Linked DNA regions of Rattus norvegicus: region 1 is linked to region 2. Evidence: chromatin contacts called from public Hi-C data. All regions are on one chromosome and are shown on one strand. The core of a region is the stretch at or near the end of the contact, and the rest is flanking DNA. Distances in the headings are between cores, read along the strand shown. Region 1 holds the start of Ifit3 (interferon-induced protein with tetratricopeptide repeats 3). Region 2 has its middle 21 kb from the start of Lipa.

Region 1 (5,805 bases), core at 440-2,939, 34 kb before region 2:
GACAAAGCTGTACAAAGAACAAGAAAGGCTTTTCATGAACCTTTGCAGGAACCTCAAATCCAGAATGGTCCAGGTGCCCTCCAAGGTCCTTTACTTACACCATTCTGCAATTTATAACATTACTGGGCAAGAGCAGCTCAGGCTACCCCTGTCCTCACAGAATGTAGTGGTAGAGACTCCTGGTCAGCATAATCTCACAGCTCACAGCTGCTTAAATTTTTGCCTTCGACGTAGCCAAACAGCAAGCCCAGCAAAGCCTTTTGTTGAGGCTAGACATTAAGGTTCCGGGCAGGTCAGCTTTCTGGTCAGTCACACTCAGAACTAACACTGATCCTTTCAGAGTCCCCCACTGTAGGAAGGAGTAGGCTAACACAGTTGGAGGTGCATGCCTTTCATTCATTGTGATTCCAGCCAGGTCCTTGCTAAACATTTGTAACCATTCGAGCTGAGGGAAGACAGTCTTTTTTCATAGCTCTCACAGCAGTTAAACAGCCTTCCCTCTGCCATCAATGCTTCTATTCTTTGCTGATAGGTATTTGTCAGGAGCAGCAGTACTTCTTAGTTCTCACTGAGACTCTTCCAATGGCAGGTGTAGTTTAAGTTTTAAAAATCAATGTATTATGATTACTCTTTACTTACCACAAAATGCACTTGTTTTATGGGTATATGTACCCTGAGTCTAGACAATTGTTTATGCTCATGTGCCCCCACCCACACTTGATAGGTCATCGCTGCCATCTCTGAGATGCCTGTGTGTATCTTCATACTCTGTCCTTACCATCTCTAGGTAACCATTGTTCTGCTTGCATAGCTACAAATTAGGCAGAGTTTATATTTTGAGGGGGGATAGTTTTCTACCTGCCCTGCAGCCTTAAACAGTAGCAAAAATCAACTTGAAAGTTTGAGATTTGGTTGCATATGAGAAATGAAAAAGAAAACCCCCAAAGTGCAAAACCCCTTCTCATCTGTAAGAATTGTTTCTTATACCTTAATCATGGAGCGATCCAACATTTCGGCAACATGAATTGAGCTCGCAATACTGATGCCAACTCTCACACTACCTGATCGTGAAGGAATAGTTCCTTTGGAAAGGTACACAGAGACACAGACACACAGGCACAGACACACATGTGAACACACATAAAGAGACACACAGACACAAACACAGAAATACAAACACACACACACACACACACACATTGAACACACAAACACACACACTAGCTTTTAGTGCATTGATCACATTGAATGACACAACAGAAAAGTCCAAAGAGCAATTCCATTAGTTTAGCTTTGAGCCCAACTTTGTGCTTGAGTGTGTCTATAAATCTTCTCCAGGGCTGTCCAGTGAGCAGTTTTAGAAGCTGCAGAGTACTTCAATGCACACAGAGAAGTAATAACTAAAGGTTCCACTAATAAAAGTCGTGCTAATTCAGGTGTGTTGAATCTACAAGCAACCAGATAACCTAGGACACTTCTGTGCACTGAGCGACAGTTTATCATTTAAGGTGGAGAACCAGAGATTGCACTGACCTCATGACGGCGATCTGTTTCTATGCTGCTGTGAAAAGCTGGGTGTGGGCTGAACAGTTCAGAAATCTCAGTTCACCGAAAGTGGGCACTCAGACGATTATATAAGGGGGCAGAGGGTGGGGGAGAAACTCATCAGCTGATGTCCTGCTGTTTCTCATGACTCACGTTTGTGAAAGGGAAGTGGAAACTAGAAACTGAAACAGACTTAAAATCAACCAGAAGAGGAAAACAAAACTTACTACTGAGATCTTCTATGTCCTGGACACAAAACTTTATGTAAGCTCTGAGCCCGTGGCGTCAGAGGGTGGGGAGGCATTTCCTGGAGCGTGACACTGCATCTGGGAAGAAGAAGAAGGTTTTCCACAAAGTCTCTAGGGTACTCTGACAGTCGTTTCTGGGGCCACATGAAAGAAACTATTCTAAAATCTCTTGAGGGAACAATAGTAGTTTCCCTCTGTGTTCCCTTGTGGGAGAGAGTTTTCAATCCTGTTTTTTTCCTGGAGGATAATCGAACCAATGCTTTTGTTTTATGCTACACTGAATTCAAGTAGCAAAACACCAGGGGAATTTGCTGTGCCTTTTAGTTCCTAGAGGTCTGCGATGACCATTTCCTGTATACCAGTTCTGGAATGGAATTATTATGTGCATAACTGCCTCCTGGGTGGGAGAACAGATTTGTGATAAAGTCAAAGAATTCTGCTTTGAATTATGAGGTCATGTGGAAGTAGAAGGTAGAGTAGACCAATTTTTAGCTACTGATTTGCTGATTTACTTAACGATTTGCTTAAAGGAAGGCTTTTTTTCCTGTTCGTCTGCTAAACATGAAGTCACTTGCTCCTTGAGACAAAATGACCTGGAGAAACAACTAAAAACATTGGCTCATGGCTCTTCACAACCTGCATGTTGCCTCACATGGTTCTGTAAAATCTTGCCTGCTTCTTTGCCCCACCTTGTTGTTTTAGAGAATGGTATGAAAATGAAGCTGTACTCAAGACTGAGGTCTTTCAGGAGCTCTCCTAGCCACGGTCCATTAGTCAGCATATCTTCTCTTTCATGTGGTCTCATTGGCATCGAAGCACCTGTTCCAGAAAGGTTTCCACATACTGTCACCATAACGATTGGTAAAAGGTTTGATAAAAGCCCCTAGTCATGACATTAATGCCCATAAGCACTCCGAGTCTGGTTAGCCTGGCTTGTTAGAAAAGAAATGGATTGGTAATTAGGAGTGTGCTTCTTTTCAGCCCGAAACAGCCAAAAGCAGACTCAGCTCACAAAGCAAACCTGTCACTGGAAGAGAGTTCCAGTTCAGAGATCACTGCCATGTGTCAGGAAGGTGGCATGAACTCAGTCAGCTGTGCAGTTCTGGTTCCCTGTTTCATGTAGCAACTTGCTCCTCTTACTGGTGTGAGAGGTAAGGCGTGAGAAGACACGCCTGTTTGACCCACTGAACTTGCCTTTAGCCTATGCTTTGAAAGGCTTCGGTTAGAAAAATCCACAAAAAGTCTAAAGTTTTCAGAGATCTCATTTCATTTTGTGCCTAAGAACTCAATGCCTGATTTTGGTCCAGAGGGACTTGAAATGGTGAAATACAAGCCCAAGGAGGACGGGCCTGCATCCTTTTCCCTGTCTGCTCTGATTAATAGAAAACTGTACGTTGGACATTTGTGCACTGTGTGTTGTTATTAGAGATGTTGCTTTAGCGGTGCAGAAATGGTCTGAGCAACAGAAGTGGTTAAGTCAGGCATAGGGCACATTGACCCAGTTGTTTCCTCTTGGAAGAATAAAGGAGGTCATGATTGACTGGCTGGTTGCTTGATGGATTGGCTGACAGATCAATTGATTTTCTCTCTCTTTCTCCCTCTCTGTTCCATTAACTCTCTTCTTTGTGCATGTGTATGCGCGCGCGTGTGTGTGTGTGTGTGTGTGTGTGTGTGTGTGTGTGTGTGTGTGTGTACCACTGTATAGAGGACAAGAGAGGCCATACTGTCCCCTGGAGCTTGAGTTATACGTGGTTCAGCTGCTCATCTTGGATGGTCAAACTAAACTCAGGTTCTGTTGACGGATGAGAGATCTCTCCAACCCTACCCAGAATCTAACATAACTGATATTCTCTACCACAGTAAGATGAGTTCTGCACATTCTTCATTCTTATTTTATTCTAGTTTCTGGCTTAGGACACACATTTGATTTTGTCCTGTATTAGTAACAGTTGCATGCCATTTGTTGTCACCAATAATTTTCCCCATTATTGGAACAAAAAAATTTATTGTAGTAAAATAAAAGTCTCTCCTTTCAAAAAAAAACCGTGCAAAAGTGAAAAGTTCATTTCAAAGGAATAGAAGAAACGTTTAAATGCAAAGGATCCATGAGAGCTCCGCTCTTCTGAGAATATTTCCTCAGCTTGTGCGTCTTCTCAGCCCTGAGCTAGCTGAATAGTCCTGTTATTTCACATTACACACTGACATGTGTTTAAGAGAACGTGAGTCACGGGATACACAGTCATAGTTAGGCGCTTTCACAATGTCTTCAATTGTGATAAAGAAGGTGCGTCTCTTGAACAGGAGGCCATAAACACCAATTCACATCTTTGGCCTTGCTTCAGAAATAGTCTTGTTCAGTTGAAGAAGGCAACAGTCTGCCTGTCTTATTTGGATAAATGGAGTAGCAAGATGTAGCAAAGATTTATCTTGCTCAAAATCAAGCATCTGGAGGTCACGAATGCTTGGTACTGTTTTCTGAGCTAAATATTATTGAAGGAAAAGAGTTTATTTGCTGTCAGTCCCATTGACACTCTATGCACAAGGTAATAGCATGAAGGCAAGAAGGAAATTCCCTCTAGACAATCTTCATTATAGCAAGCCCAAAGCTATGTCCTCCTCACATGTGGGACGTCATTTTAGCCATTTAGTAGGATGTTAAGCTGACATGTTCAAGATTTTACTATCTGTGCTCACATGTTTATTGTAACATTATTCAAATAGTCAGACTATGGAACCAAACCAGATGTCCATCAGTATATGAATGGATAAAGGAAATATGGTCTGAATGTAATACATATGTACAAACACAGACACATGTTCATATATAAAGGAGTACTCACACACAGAGAAGTATACACACAATAGAACAGACAAGCACATAATGATGGAAAACACAGCATGTGTGTGCATGCGTGTGTGCACAAACACACACACACACACACACACACACACACACACACACACACACTGGAATAGTACTACATCTTTATAACTGAGGGCAAATTAATATTTGTAAAAGATTTATTTTAGTACATATTTATGTAGTATGTGTGTGTGTTTCTGTCTGTCTGTCTGTCTGTCCACAGTGTATGGCTGTCTCCAGAGGCAAAAAAGACCACCACATTCCCTGGAGTTGGACTTGCAAGTGGTCATGAGCCACCTGCTATGGGTGCTGGCAACTGAATGGAGGAGCAGGAAGCACTCTTAACTTTGGAATCATCCCACTAAACTTAGTCTAATGACAGACATTGGTAAAGGGGAAGCCGAGAGGCTTTCCAAGGGCTCTTGACTAGATTGTCATCTGTGCACACAGTTGAGGACATCATGCAGCAGATCCAGTACTACAAGGATCGCAGGAATTTCCAGCCTCGAGGTGAAGTGGAATTTCTATGAAAAGGATTCATCCAACTCAGAAATGATACGAATGCAGGCATGCTCTATTTTTTTTTTAATTACAGAGGAGGGCATCAGAGAGGCCTTGGAGTTGCTGTGATTCGTTCATTCGTTCCATATTGTCTTTGACAGAATTGGCCCGCAGTTTCCTATAGAAGAACTATTTGGCATTTGGTTTCACAAACCTTTCATAAACCCCATTTTGAGCTCCAGTTTTGAGTTCTTGGATTAGGTAGCTGAAGGGAGGTGCTGTATACAGCTGAGAGAACCTACTACCTGTTGCACTTAGGCATATCTAAGGGTCTCAGTCAGATTTCCTCTTTTGTCTCCCTTGCAAATGTGCAATTCTCAGCAACTAGGCAGCCATACTCTAGGTCATAAGGAAAATTTCTGGCTTGTTAAGTCTGTATCCCTTCCCTGAAATGGGGGCAGTGATGTGGAAATGAGCACCTAGATGCTGTAGTCTTTAATTGGAACCATCATTCCTAGGTTGGTGCCTGGGGCTGGTGGTGCACATTGGAGGGATGCTGAAAAAATAGTGTCATCGGGACTGGAACACTTCCAAGGCTTCTGCTCTCACTGGGTGAATATAGTACGAATCTACTGGCATGGAGTGATC
Region 2 (5,432 bases), core at 697-3,196:
TTTAAACAATGACAAAGCAAACAAACAAAACCAACCCCAAACCCCATGTTTGTGATTGTGTGTTTGTGTGTGTACATGTGTGTGTGTTTGTGTGTGTGTTTGTGTATATATGTGTGTATGTGTGTGTTTTTGTGTGTGTTTGTGTGTGTATGTGTGTATGTGTGTGTTTGTGTGTGTTTATGTGTTTGTGTGTGTATTTGTGTGTGTGTGTGTTTGTGTGTGTATGTGTGTGTGTTTGTGTGTGTTTGTGTTTGTGTTTATGTATTTGTGTGTTTGTGTGTGTTTGTGTATGTGTTTGTGTGTGTGTTTGTGGGTGTGTTTGTGTGTGTGTATGTGTCTGTGTGTTTGTATGTGTATATGTGTCTGTGTGTGTATGTCTGTGTGTGTGTTTGTGTATGTGTGTATGTGTCTATCTCTGTGTGTGTCTCTGTATGTGTGTGTTTGTGTATGTGTGTATGTGTCTGTGTGTGTGTCTCTATGTGTGTGTGTGTGTTTTTGTTTGTGTGTGTATTTGTGTGTGTGTGTTTGTGTGTGTATTTGTGTATGTGTGTTTGTGTGTGTATGTGTGTGTTTGTGTTTGTGTGTGTTTGTGTTTGTGTTTATATATTTGTGTGAGTGTTTGTGTGTGTTTGTGTGTGTATGTGTCTCTGTGTGTTTGTATGTGTATATGTGTCTGTGTGTGTATGTCTGTGTGTGTGTTTGTGTATGTGTGTATGTGTCTATCTCTGTGTGTGTCTCTGTATGTGTGTGTTTGTGTATGTGTGTATGTGTCTCTGTGTGTGTGTCTCTATGTGTGTGTGTGTGTGTGTGTGTGTGTGTGTGTGTGTGTGTGTGTGCTTTGCCTAACGATCCTTAGCATACAGTCATGGGTAGTTTAGTAGTCCTCATGTTCCAAGAATCCCAGGAATTTGAACTATGGCCATTATGATGTTCTGGACCCTGTTAAGGGCCAAGTAATAAATCTTCTTCTGGCTGGGTGAGCAACCAGTCCAGACTGCTCTTGTGGCATCAGAGAGCACGTGATCCAATAAAACGTCACTCATAGAAGCAAATAGCAAACAGTAGCTGGCTTTGGGTGGACGTTTGTTAACCTTGTCCTATGACCCTGTGTATTCTTCATGCTCAGATTATCTTGAAGACACGAGGTCCTATCTTCTCCAGCAGGGTCTTTTCAGCCATTGCCTTACTCTTTTGGATAGCACACGTTTCAGGGGACCAAAGTGCTGTAGTTTTTCCTTTTGTTTTCTTGGAGTCTTTGTTGATATTTTACCTAAGTACAAGTGCACTCCAGGCTCACGGCCTCCTGAGCTGTAGCTGCTCTGAAGATGGTGACACCGCTTGCTCTCAGCGCTCCCAAATACCCCCCTCACACAGTATTAATTACACAAGGACACAAATACTTCTGGTGCCTTCCTCAACTCGGAACGGCGCTCCCCAATTTGAGATTCCCAGTCCATACATCTAGCCTTTACCTCTCTTCTTCCTTTAACAACGTTTTGAATCCGGAAAGTATTTTTTAAAAGAATGAAAGAGAAAGAAAGAAGAAAGAGATTCCTTGTGTCTGCTCAACAGAGAGGCACTCTTACGTCAGCTGTCATTTTAAAACACCAAACCAGCAAAACACAGGTGGGAGTGGGAGGGGGAGTGGAGAGACCACTGCACACTAACATGTTAATGGACTTACAGAGTTAAGAGAATGTGGCGCATTAAACAAGTGTCTGTAATTTCCGGTGCACTTCCTTCTCAAATAAACAACCGGGAACGGAAGGAAAGACAGCTGTTTTTGAAAGCCTTTGAGTGAGCTGAGTTTTGAGTTCTGGATAGAAAAGGGCTCAGGATCCAGAGTCCATCCAGCGCCACTAGTGGGCGGCCCAGGGAAACAAAAGTCGGTCCAGCCATATTTAAGAGTGATGACCACTTCTAAGTCTCATCTCGGTGTGCCTTGCTGATGAGTAAAAGAGCAGTAACCGCAGATGCTGGGATTTCCCTTTAGGCAGAATGGTGGCTGGTGAAGGGTGTGTGGCCAGTGACTACTGCTTCGGGCGCGGGCTACTGCTCCTCACAGCCCAGTGTACCTGGTACCCACACTTTGTGGGAGCAACTGCTAGCCCGTTAGGCTACGCATTAAAGATATCTGTGTTTCCTACTTGTTTGCAGCGTTGGTCAGGTGTGTGGCTGGCATACCTGAATCCTTTGGAGGACTCCCCACTGTTTCCTAAAGTGAGCTCCACCTTTCTGGGTCCCCACACCCACACCGCTCAGCTAAGGGTGGGATTCTGCACTCACCCAGGCAACCTGGCTCGTATACTGCTCCCAGCTAGCTTTATACCGGGGTGGTACTCCATCATAATGCTGCTTCCTTCTCACTGGGTCCTGCTACTGTCGCCAGAGGGTGCCCTTCTCCACCGCTTTGAACTTTATTATCCCTAGATACTAAATTTGAGAGTTTGCAGCCAAAGTACTTTCAGAATTGGGAGCGAGTTGATTTTATCCGTTCTTCTATGAAGTTCCCCTGAATTATCCAGCCTCTGGGCTTTGGTGATCCAGCCAAGCTCTAGCATAGACTTCTCCTTGTACAATACAAGACCAGACAGGATCCTTTACTGTACTTTCCTATTTTTAATGTTTGCTGACGTTTCTACCTGAAGTGGATTAATTCGCAGACGGTAACATTCTGGACAGCAGAGATGACACCTAGTTGATTCTTACAGGATGGTTCAACCGTTTCCAGCTCTCTAATGGAGCTAGCATCTTAGCAAGAGGCGTTCTCCTGGATTGAATTCTTGGAAGATCCCTGGGATTTAAATTGAAATTCAACTGGCTTAGGAAATGGCTCAGGGGCTTAAATCACTAGACTTTAAGCCCTAGGATCTGAGTTGGGTCATGAGTTCAATCCCAGGGAAAGTAAAAACAAATTCCTGCAAGTGGTCCTCTGACCTCCATGTGTCACCCTTGACTAAATAAATGAATGGATGGATGGATGGATGGATGGATGATAGATGAATCTAGATAGATAGATAGAATGAAAGATAAATGACATTTAAAGTCCTTTAAAAGAAATGAGGTTCCAAGGCTAAGATGTAGCTCAGTGGCAGAGCTCTGGCCCAAGTCACTGGCTTCTTTCCCTACAACTGAAAAGGAGATAAGGGATGGGGAAGAGAGGGAGAGCTTTAGTAGTGAAATGTCATTCTAACAATCCATCATACTACGCCCTATTGCCCAGCAGTTATATCCTTTCACATATACTTCTGGTCTTGACAGTTTAATTCCTCTCCTAAACTGAGTCTCCTCCCTGCCTCCCTCCCCATCTCACTCCCCCTCCCACTCCCCCTCCTTCCTCTTCAAAGGAAAGGAGACATTTTAATCTACCAGTGGTACTTATAGAGAATAGGGAATCACAGTTCCCAGAGGATCCCTCCAGGTCAAAAATGGACCCAGAACTATCTAGAGTTGCTGGTCCCCGGCCTGTAGGAACAGGGGTCAGTATGTGGAAAAACAGGGGCCTTCCTGTCACTCATAGATCCGGTCCTGTGCGCACAGCTCTTTGGGCTGAAACAACAAGCTGATTTTCTTTTCTGTTCTCTCCACAGAACCATCTCTGCCAACTTGGATGCAAAAGTCTCCTCAGATGGTCCCAGGCTTAGAGTCTGTGGGTTTGGTCTCTCTCTGCACCACCCAGCCTGTCTTCACATCCTTCAGTCCCTCCGAGACCATAGCACCCGTGGCCAACAGTGAGTGTATCTTCTCTGTCATCAAGTATAATGGGATCCAGTAGGGGCTTGTTGGGGAGATCATCAATCACGTTGAACAGAAGGGATACCGCCTTGTGGGTATGAAATTTATGCGGGCTTTTGAGGATCTTCTCAAGGAGCACTACATTGACCTGAAGGATCTTCTCTTCTTTGTAGGATAGTTCTACAGGATCCCTTTCCTGGCAGACAAACCAGATGTTTCCAATCTCATAAGCACAGTTGTATTTATTGTTCCACATCCCCCCACCCCACCCCCTCAAGCCATTCCTCATGGTTTTAAGAGAGGAATGGAATCACCATACTGTAGGGGACAGAGGCAGCTTCCTGTCAAGGGTTCTTAATTTCTTTTTCCCCTGTGGTAAACTGTTTAACCCATAGCAAAATACTTTAACATGGGCGATCTAAGGAGACTCTCACTGAAGCAAGAGAGGCAGGAGGTAGTAGGTATATAGGGCTAATGAGAGCAGAAGTAACAAAATAAGAGGGTAGGTCAGAGGAAAGTCAAATAAAACTGAGGGCAATGGAGTATGGGGAGAATACATTCAAAGTACAGTGATTTGTTCATGAAAATTGCCTTATGTAACCCTGTATAATTCTTTTTAATTAAAATAAGTTTAGTGAGTAGAGAATATATAGAACAAAGCAAAAAGAAAAAAAAAACCATTAAGTCCAAGAAAAGGACATGAGAATGATCACCCTTTGAACATGGTCAATCAGATGCCTAACTAGAGGCCAGGAAGTAAAAGATAAGGCCGGGGTATGTAACTCAGTGGTTAGGAGCACTGGTTGCTCTTCCAGAGGACCTGTGCCCATATGGTGGCTCACACCTGTCTGTAACTTCAGTTCTAGGGTCCTGGCGCCCTCTTCTGGCCCAGGCAAAACTCATACACATCATTGAATAATAATTTAAAAAGAGAGATTTAAAAAGTGAAATTAATAAAAAAAAAGTGAAATTAATTTAAAAAGTGAAATTAGGTAACAAGTGGCCCTCAAACTGCTAAAATATATCAAATAGATTCGAAGAGATTCAAGCCATAACCATGAGAAACTTAAAAATCTTTAGTTACCAGGTTTATCACCAGGAAAGCACTCTTTCCCCGTCCCCAACCCAAACACACCATTTAATCTGTCTTCATCCCACACCACTCCCGAGTTACTGATCTTCAGAGCCAGGGTCCAGGTAGGCCCCTACCATTCTTGAGTTACAGCCAGGTATTGTGTTCCTGTCTCTCACTTACAGTACTGAGGACCTTGTGAAGGGTGACTGAGAAGGAGCCAAGGGGAAATCAAGGTTTTTTGGCCTTGACATTCTACTGTCTGTTTTGTTCACAAAGAACAGTTCCAGGAAAAACAGAATGAGAGTTGTTACAAAACATTGCGAAGCATTTGCTGGTTGTTCCCAACTGTACCTCAGCTGTCAACAGTAACATATTAGTGCGCCTTATCTTGACTCAATGACTGGGACTGTTCTCTATAGTTAATGGCTTGGCAATTTGTGTTGTTCCCTTCCTAAAAAGTAATTGTGAAATGAGAAGAAATCCTAGGCTCCAGTTTATTAGGTTACCTAATGAAATCTGAGCAAAGAGTTTACAATTGCTTAAATGGAATTTACTAGAACAGTAATGGAAATATGCTTAATATATGAAATCAAGCTGTTGGATTTTTTTAATTGGTTTCTTA

What was found. Hi-C and Micro-C count contacts between places; a contact is called where the count stands out from the background.
Region 1: a Hi-C map of liver shows a contact between it and region 2, with 4 times the contacts expected there. The contact joins the promoter of Ifit3 here to the enhancer-like site in region 2. A contact is called at or near these places in 5 of 12 Hi-C or Micro-C datasets (the Rat2 cell line, kidney, liver and 1 more).

The regions. Positions count from the first base shown.
Region 1 is chr1:241,523,210-241,529,014 of GRCr8, reverse strand. It overlaps Ifit3 (interferon-induced protein with tetratricopeptide repeats 3), which reads right to left and starts at 1,689. Exons shown (of 2, transcript NM_001007694.2): 1 at 1,534-1,689. The coding sequence starts at 1,538.
Region 2 is chr1:241,489,420-241,494,851 of GRCr8, reverse strand. No RefSeq gene overlaps it. Among named protein-coding and RNA genes, the nearest start is that of Lipa, 21 kb to the right of the region's middle. Within about 2 kb of position 1,946, at least 18 of the 93 cell types and tissues checked have an H3K27ac peak or open chromatin away from gene starts, as enhancers often do. A contact at or near this core is called in kidney and liver, where this site is marked.